Regions from separate parts of the Oryzias latipes genome. Here region 1 is linked to region 2. The links are chromatin contacts, called in public Hi-C maps. All regions are on one chromosome and are shown on one strand. The core of a region is the stretch at or near the end of the contact, and the rest is flanking DNA. Distances in the headings are between cores, read along the strand shown.

What was found. Hi-C and Micro-C count contacts between places; a contact is called where the count stands out from the background.
Region 1: a contact with region 2 is called in a Hi-C map of embryo, with 2.4 times the contacts expected there. The contact joins the enhancer-like site here to the promoter of LOC101160155 in region 2. A contact is called at or near these places in 3 of 5 Hi-C or Micro-C datasets (embryo and fibroblasts).

The regions. Positions count from the first base shown.
Region 1 is chr5:15,155,475-15,159,606 of ASM223467v1, forward strand. It overlaps LOC101160155 (membrane-associated guanylate kinase, WW and PDZ domain-containing protein 3), which reads left to right. Exons shown (of 20, transcript XM_020703262.2): 9 at 1,341-1,532; 10 at 2,116-2,760. Among protein-coding and RNA genes, the nearest start is that of LOC105354097, 17 kb to the right of the region's middle. Within about 2 kb of position 2,282, at least 2 of the 8 cell types and tissues checked have an H3K27ac peak or open chromatin away from gene starts, as enhancers often do. A contact at or near this core is called in embryo, where this site is marked.
Region 2 is chr5:15,038,157-15,042,420 of ASM223467v1, forward strand. It overlaps LOC101160155 (membrane-associated guanylate kinase, WW and PDZ domain-containing protein 3), which reads left to right and starts at 2,745. Exons shown (of 20, transcript XM_020703262.2): 1 at 2,745-3,738. The coding sequence starts at 3,432. It overlaps lrig2 (leucine-rich repeats and immunoglobulin-like domains protein 2), which reads left to right. Exons shown (of 18, transcript XM_011475037.3): 18 at 1-909.

The DNA.
Region 1 (4,132 bases), core at 1,032-3,531, 120 kb after region 2:
GGTTTTTTGTGGGAGACCAAATAGAAGAGAGTTACAATAGTCCAGGCGGGAAGTAACAAGACTATGTACCAGTACAGCAGTGGACTGAGTAGTGAGGAAGGGACGTAGACGTTGGATGTTGCGTAGATGGAAGTAAGCTGATCTGGTGACGCTGTTTATGTGAGAAGTGAAAGAGAGACTACTGTCGAGGATGACACCCAAACTCTTTACCTGAGGGGAGGGAGAGATGGTGGAGCCGTCAATGGAAAGAGAGAAATGGTTGGTCTTGCTCAGGGTGGATTTGGTGCCAATCAGAAGAAGTTCAGTTTTATTGCTATTGAGTTTTAAAAAGTTTGAGGTGAACCAGGATTTGACTTCATTGATGCAGTCAACCAGTGCTAATGGAGGCAGTGTGGAGTTGGGTTGGCTGGAAAGATAGAGCTGGGTGTCATCCGCATAGCAATGGAAATGGATGTGGTGTTTTTGGAAAATTACCTGCCCAGGATGTCCCCTGTCTTCTCCCACAAGTAGGTTCCAGCAGAGCCCAGTGACCCAGAAAGGGACAAAATGGGTTTAAAGGATGAATGAATGAATGAATGAATGAATGAATGAATGAATGAACATATAAAAAATGTAATTTATGAAAGGAGGTTTGACTGATATTCGCCGTATCTTTAAGCTTTTGAGTCAAACAAGAAAAGAAAGGAAAAAAAAACATCAAGGAGCGTCAATGTAACTGTTGGGTCTATAATAAAATTGTCTGGTATTATGCAGGGTAACCCTAGGAGTTGGTCATCCTTTGAATCCATATTCCACAGCTGCTTCACACTGAAGTCACCATTACCCTTTAACTGTTCCATACTGGAGCTTTAAAAAGTTGACGTTTCTGAACTTTTTTTGCCTGAATCATTGATTAAATTAGGCAGAAATCAAAAATAAAAAAAACTATTAAAGCAAATTACTTTTAGTCAAAGGTGATGTCCCTCTCTTGCTCTACAGTTTTTTTAATGGTGGTAAGGGAATAAATTAGTCCCTTAAGCTACAATTTTGCCTTTTTATCTTTCTATCTCAACTCATTTCTTGTCAGGGTTGCACAAAAAGGTCTCAGTTGATGAGTTTATCAAGTTAAAATATGGATCACGCCTATTAACTTTAATTTACTAATTAATATGTTGATTCACATCTCACAATGCGTGTAATTAAAGTTAAGCACAGGGGTGGATGGATTTTGCAGTCTTTAAAAGAGATATATAGGTTTATCTGTAATGCTACATTTAAATGTGGTGGACTTTCTAAATGGGAATTTTAGTCAGAAAGCCTGTCATGCTCTCATAAATCTGCAATACTTCTTTTTTTCTTAGGCAAAGGAGCTTCCCCAGGTTTCACTGCAGACCCCAGCCAGCTGAAGGGAGAGTTGTACCACACATCTCTGAAGAAAAGCTCACAGGGTTTTGGATTCACCATCATTGGAGGGGATCGAACAGATGAGTTTCTGCAGGTGAAGAATGTGCTCAGCGATGGCCCTGCTGCTCAGGACAACAAGATGGCATCCGGTGAGAAATGAGATGTTTATGTGCTAAAAAAAAATTAACATTTGAGAAATAAGCCAAAACAGGAATGTTCTGCAGAGACACTTGGAGGTGCTAAATTTACCTTAATGGTTCTCATTTAACCTGACAGTATCCCAGGGGTTCAATAAGATAGTAAAATGAACTCTAGCACAGTTGTATATAAGCAAGCAGTCTGATCACTGTGGGAGTCGTGCCTTAAGCTGTGTGTGTGTTGAACTGTGTGTTTGGGTGTGATCGTTTCGAGAGTATAATGTGACAGGGATCTACAATTGTCTCTGCTCTGCAGTTGTTGTGGGAGTACTGCTCAGGACTGCACAGCAAAGTAAAGATTGAAAGGGGGAGAATGAAGCAGGAATGAATGAGATAAAGGGAAATAAAAGCAATAAAGAGGGCTGCCAAAGTGGAAATACAGCAGCTGCAAAGGGGAAAGGGACATTTCACAGGAGTGATGTCTGACAAAGGAAGCACAGCTTTGCAAGAAAATGTAGAAGAAGTTATGTCTAGATTAAAAATTGGAGCAAGTATTCCCTTTTGTCACTCAGTTTTTCATTTCCTTTTGTGTCAGGTGATGTGATCGTTGAAATTAACAGGATGTGCGTGCTTGGAAGGACACATCCAGAGGTGGTAAAGATGTTCCAGTCTGTTCCCATCAACCATTATGTAGACATGGTTCTTTGCCGCGGCTACCCCCTTCCTCCTGATGTCGATCTAAACAGTGATGACCCGCTACCCCCTCCTCCCCCTCCTCCCGGAGCTCAAACCCAGCAGGGTTTGCATGGGGGAGAGGTGGTGACAGCTGTGCCCCTCATCAACGGACAACCACTGCTTGTAAAAGGGGATGTTCTCCACGGATCCTCACAAGATCTCCACTACGTAACCACTGATGCCAGCGGCCGCCCTGTTGTGGCCACAGTGCCAAATGGTAGGCAGCCTGATAGGGAGGTGGCCACTACAATGCTTCAGCCAGAACTGGTAAGCGTGCCGCTGGTCAAGGGACCAGGAGGATTTGGGTTTGCCATAGCGGACTGTCCACTTGGCCAGAAGGTGAAGATGATCCTGGATGCACAGTGGTGCCGTGGTCTACAGAAAGGAGATGTAATCAAGGAGATTGACAGACAAAACGTCCAAACACTTAGTCATGCACAAGTGGTAGATATCCTCAAAGACTTCCCGGTGGGCAGCGAGGTCAACGTACTGGTGCTGAGAGGAGGTAAAAGGCTGAATCGACTAATATTTTCTCTGTCTCACTCTTTGTTCTGTGTTTGCATCCGTCTGTTCTTCTGCTCCCTGCTTCTCTCCTGCCTGTCTTGTTGTTTTTCCTCTCATTGTATCCATGTGTTATTCTCATTCATTTCTACCCTCATGTGCATTACATAATGTACTGTTACTGTTGATGCAACTTCTGCAGTGCCCGTTGGAATTCAGATCATAGTGCTGAAACTGACAGGAGGTGAGATGGTGCTGTGGTTGGTTTGGGGGGCACTGAGTGAAAACACATGATTTCGTTTTAAGGGCTGGGTGATGCCACTTTATGCAGCCTGCATAAAAAAATCACTGCTGCCTTTTTTATCCACTTGATAGATCCAAGAGCACTTTTCTAGCTGCTGCAGATGATGATCTGACTGGGTCCTTCAGTGCTATATTTCTTCCCGTCATATGCAGCTTCTTTACATATGCAAACTGCACACCCCAAGCATTTTTCAAGCAGTCCTCTTGTGTGCATCCAGTCAAAATGCCCGTGTTTATGACAACTCCCAGTGAGGCGTAATGCACTCTGTTACAAGTCTGAAAGCAGGAATTACATAAGTGCGAGGATGTGCTTGATTTCAAGCAGCAGCGGGAGGAGGGAAGGCACCCTTCAAATGTCTCCTGCTTACATCTCCTGCTGCCCCAGGGGGCTCACTGCGCAACTCAATGAACTCCGGATTGGCTTTGATCATCAGCAAAGCGCAAGGGAATTCTGCATGCCTCTATAGCCGTGGCCTTACTAACGTCCATGGCTAAACGCCTATAGAGGGACTGTCCTCCAGGGCCTCCTCCCATAACCACGCCTTAACCTCCTTCTATCATCTCTGAAACGCCCACACTACTCACACTCAGGGCTGCAACCTCACCCCCATGTGATCCTCGACTGACGCACTGCATGACTCCATCTATGAAGGATATGTGCTAAGCTTCATGCAGTCTTTATAACCAAAGAGCTAATGCCAGCTTAAACCCTCATTAGACAATGGCCTTTGGCATGGAAGAGGCTTCCTGTCGGTATGTGTTTGCGAGAATCATGAGCATTGTTGTGGTTAAGAAGAAGACAGGTGTGATTTAGTTTAAGAATACACCAAGATTTTCATAGCTTGGCAAATAAATATGCAGTACTTTATTCTTTTTGCAGTACATCAGGCTCCATTTACCTCACATTGGGTCTCATTGGGCCAAGCATTAGCCCAAGCCCTGAGGGATGCAGACTCCGAAGGACTATTTGTTAATTTGATTAATGGGGGGAGTTGAGGAGGAGTGACGGTGGGTGAAGGACTATCTGAGTAATTCAAATGAAACATGCGAAACATGTGGGTGGACCGGACAAT
Region 2 (4,264 bases), core at 1,495-3,994:
CTTTTTTTTTTTTTTTAACGTAAGTTGACATCGTCCCTGCATCATCATCACATGTATGTGTTTATATCAGTATAAACACTGATATGATCAGGTGGTGCTTTCTCTAAAATGGAAAAGTGTCAGCAGGCGGTTGATGTGCTTCAGTCTAGAAATGGAAATGTTTCTCCTGTAAATGAATGTAGATTTCACAATCGTCCTGGAGAATCCTCTTGTTGCACTTCACGGTTACAGATGTGACTAACCTTACATGCAGTTTCAAAAACGGCTTCCTGATCCTTCTGTAGGTGTAAATGCAGCATTGAAATGCCACCGTGTGATGTAGCGGCACCTGAGCTTTTCATTTTTGTGATCAACTTTATGAATAGTTGTATAGAATCACCTTGGACCATTCCTTCCTCAGTGGTACTCAGACATGCTCTGTATTTTTCGAGTCTTCTCTCCTATGTTTGGTTGAATTTATACTTGGACCACAAAATGTGTGCAACACATTCTAAGCTTGATTTTTGTTTTTTTTAAATCACTGCAGTTTTATTTTCCATTTGAAGACCAAAAAATCTCCGATCAATGCTCTTTCCATTACAGTTTTATCTTCTTTATTGCTGGCCAAAGTCAGTGCAATGCCTTCCATCGAGTGATGAGAAAAATGTTAAAGCCTTGTGAAGTCATCCTAACTGGAGCTGGATGTCGCATCAATTCAGCCTGCAGTATTTTTCAGCAACACAGCCTAAAGTCATCCTATGCATTTGTTTGATCCTCCTATGACTATACCAAAGTTTAGCAGTTGTTACAATGTTAATATTTAGTGCTGCATTTTTTTTGTTATACTTTAAATTGTACATTCTGTAAAGCATGTCTAAGAATCCTTTTGTTACACCACCTTTACTCAAATATTAAATATGACTTCTCGTACGCTGCTGTGGGTTTGTTCATGATCAAATCTATCCTGTTTGCTTCTGTTCTGGTTTTTAATATTTAGAATATTTTGGAATAAACTAATACAATTTTCTCAATCTAGATATTTGAAATTGAGACCCAATGTGTTAGCCATTACAATAAAATCTCAGCCAATTTGGTTGTTATTAAGAAGAAAGAAAGCGGATTAGTCTTTGCAGGTGTGCTGTGTTGTTTGTCTCTGAAAGTGCATTTGGATATACCTACAGGATTGAACTTGGGTCACAAATAATAACAGCACACTCGTTTTAGCAACATTATTTCTGGACACACAGTGGAATGATGTTAAGAAGCCAAGCCAACTATAATCTGGATTTAGACATGTCAAGCCAGCTCAAAGCCAGCCAATATGAGCTTTAAACACTGTTGGCCATCATTAGTTTTGACGTCAACGAGAAAATAAAAAAAGCCTCGTTTAGGTCTTTGCTGCTGCAGAAATCCAGCAGATTCTCTGGGGAACAGCCTCCTCACTTGTCCCTGGTTTGCTCCAGACACATGGTTGCTTTTCTCATCGGCTCCTTCAACCCTGTGAATTATTTATCAGATTATTGAGGCCGGCAATTTAAACGCAGACCAGGGGGCCAAATTCCAGATAACAGAGACAACTCCAGCTTGGTGAGACAGCATGCTCCTGGTTCTCTGTTAGAAAATGAACGGATCCGTCTGAACACGGCTACACCACACTGATGTCTGACTGGGCTGTTTGTCAGCGTGAGCAAATGTTCAAAACTCATCATGCTGAAGGCTTTGGCACAAGCTACCAGCACCATTTATTTCAGGTTGAGAAACATTAACATTTATTTCAGGAGCCAGATGAATGTGCATTAACGCCAACATATGTGCACCAGTTCCCTTTTTGCAAAGCTTTTGGTCATCAAACCAACAATTGTACAGAACCAATCACAGTTGAGGCATTTTTTTATGCAAAAGCTGAGCACTGAGACGAAGATACTGTACGTATTACAGGTGAGCATGAAGACTTTTTTCTGTATGAGAAAAAGTCAGTTTGGCATCCATTATGATTAGAAGCTTTGTAGGAAATTCAGTGCAATTTCGGTGGCATTGAAGCCAAAAGTAAAGAATTAAAAGACATGATGAGGTGATGTCATATGTCCTTGCAGTACAAACTTGATAAAGAGTCACACATTTTCCAAATTCTAAATTGTTTTTTTTTTGGGGGGGGGGGGGGGGGGGGAATAAACAAAAAGAGCCATGAAAATATGTTTTAGCAAAAAAAATGTATTTACTATTATGTTTTTTAAAAGAAACAATTCATTTTAATGTGAGGATGTCTTTAAAAAAAACAAAGGATTTAAGTTTGGACACAGGGGGGAAAGGCCTTTTAAGCTGATATAAACAGGTCTGTGTTTAATGGGCTGAAGGTAATTAGCGCATTGATTAATTATGGTATTAAGGACTTTTGAAGTGAACTGCGCCTCTGCTTTCCATGTTTAAATCAATGGGTGGCGCTGTGGAGACATTAATTATGGTCACTGAAAAATGCCCCCCCCCCCACACACACACACACACATTTACACACGTTTGCTTTTACGTTGCGTTTTTATAGAAATTATACAATTTATAAAACAGCTGGTTGTACTTTTGTTATAAAAACGTCACGCAAGTATGGCCTAATATGAAATATGAGTCTTTTAAAATAAATACAGATATCAGGAATTTTAATATTAAAATACATTATAATGCTTTTAAATTGTAATATGTTGTTATAATGTTTTTTTTCTTTCCTTTTGCGTGCGATTCTTTATTTCTTTTTCTTTTTCAAATGAGTTATGAGCCTACCGCAGCACACCGAGGGATGGAGCCCGCATGTCATGAGTCTGGCAACTGCTGCTGCTGAGCGTAAGGGGGCGTTTTGGAGCGTAGCAACATCTCTCTTGGCGGTACCAGGTGTGTTCAAACCTGTGGCAGACAAACTCCCGCGGATGTCTCTCGCTTTAGTCATTAAGGGGTGGAACTCAGCTGCGTAAACAACCTACTGCTGAACCGCCCGGCTCTTCCCAGCCTGCCCAAAGGTACGACGGAATTCTTGGAGACGGCGCACAACAACGCCTCGACGACACAGACTCAGCACAACCGTCCTCCCAGTCAGACAGATGTCTAATGTTTACATTTTGGTTTGACTGCTTGGCATCAGGCGGCTCGTCCAGTTGAGTCAAAGGCGCGGACATGGCTTCAGGAAACGGCACTCGATCGTCTTAGTTTTTAATCATCTACGCTGTACGTTCTTCTCCTTTACGCACGAGACGCGCTTGGATTTGTTCCGCCGTGCGCTCAGCCGTGGCATGACAGCTCCGAGTCCGATCCTCAGGTGAAGATCAGCCTCCTCAATGTCAAGGAGATGACATTCCCAGCTGGTCGAAAGAACAGATCAGGGGGTGTTATCAGGCTGCGTCACTCTACGTTTATTTAACATAACTGACTTCCATCAGTTCAGTTCGGATTTTAAACTAAACAAAACGATGTCCAGAACGCTGAAAAAGAAGAAACACTGGTCAAGCAAAGTGGTGGAGTGCGTCGTGTCATGGGGGAATCTGGGGGACTTTGGCTCCGTTGTGGAGGTGTTAGGAGGAGCAGAAGTCGGACAGTTCCCCTACCTGGGTCAGATGAAACTGGACATACTTGTGTGTCACGTTGGCAAGCTGCCCTACTACGGAGATGTCCTGCTGGAAGTAAACGGGACGCCTGTCAGTGGACTTACAAACCGCGACACTCTGGCCGTCATACGCCACTTTCGGGAGCCGATCCGCTTGAAGACCGTCAAACCAGGTGCGTTCTCCTCTGTTTCCTGTGCGCTGCTGTGCCACTCCAGCTCTGATTGTAGGATATGTGCTTACTACCTAACATAACAACTCTCATGGTGATCCTAAAGGACTCAGCAGACAGAGCAGGGACCTGTTACTGCCAGCCTGGGTAGCAGAGGAGTTACGCACAAGTGATAAAGCAATACTTCACAATCTTTCTAGACATATTTTAAGGCAAAGCTATACATAAAGTTAGTGGAAGTTTTGCAAACTGGATCAAAACTGGCAGATACAGAATATTGCAATGACTACTCCATTCATTGGTTCCTGAAGGATACCCAGATTTCTTCTGTGAGCCCCTCTGTCCCATAAAATCTAATTGACTAATTCCTTCAGCACTTTCTCTGGGAGATCGAAGAGTGATGATGGTAATAATGGCTTGCAGCCAGACAGGAGCCTCCTGACTTAAGTGCACTTATGCAGAGAAATCTGGGCCATTTTCATCCTTCCATTACTCACTGCTGCCCACTGGCTACAGACACAGTGGGTGT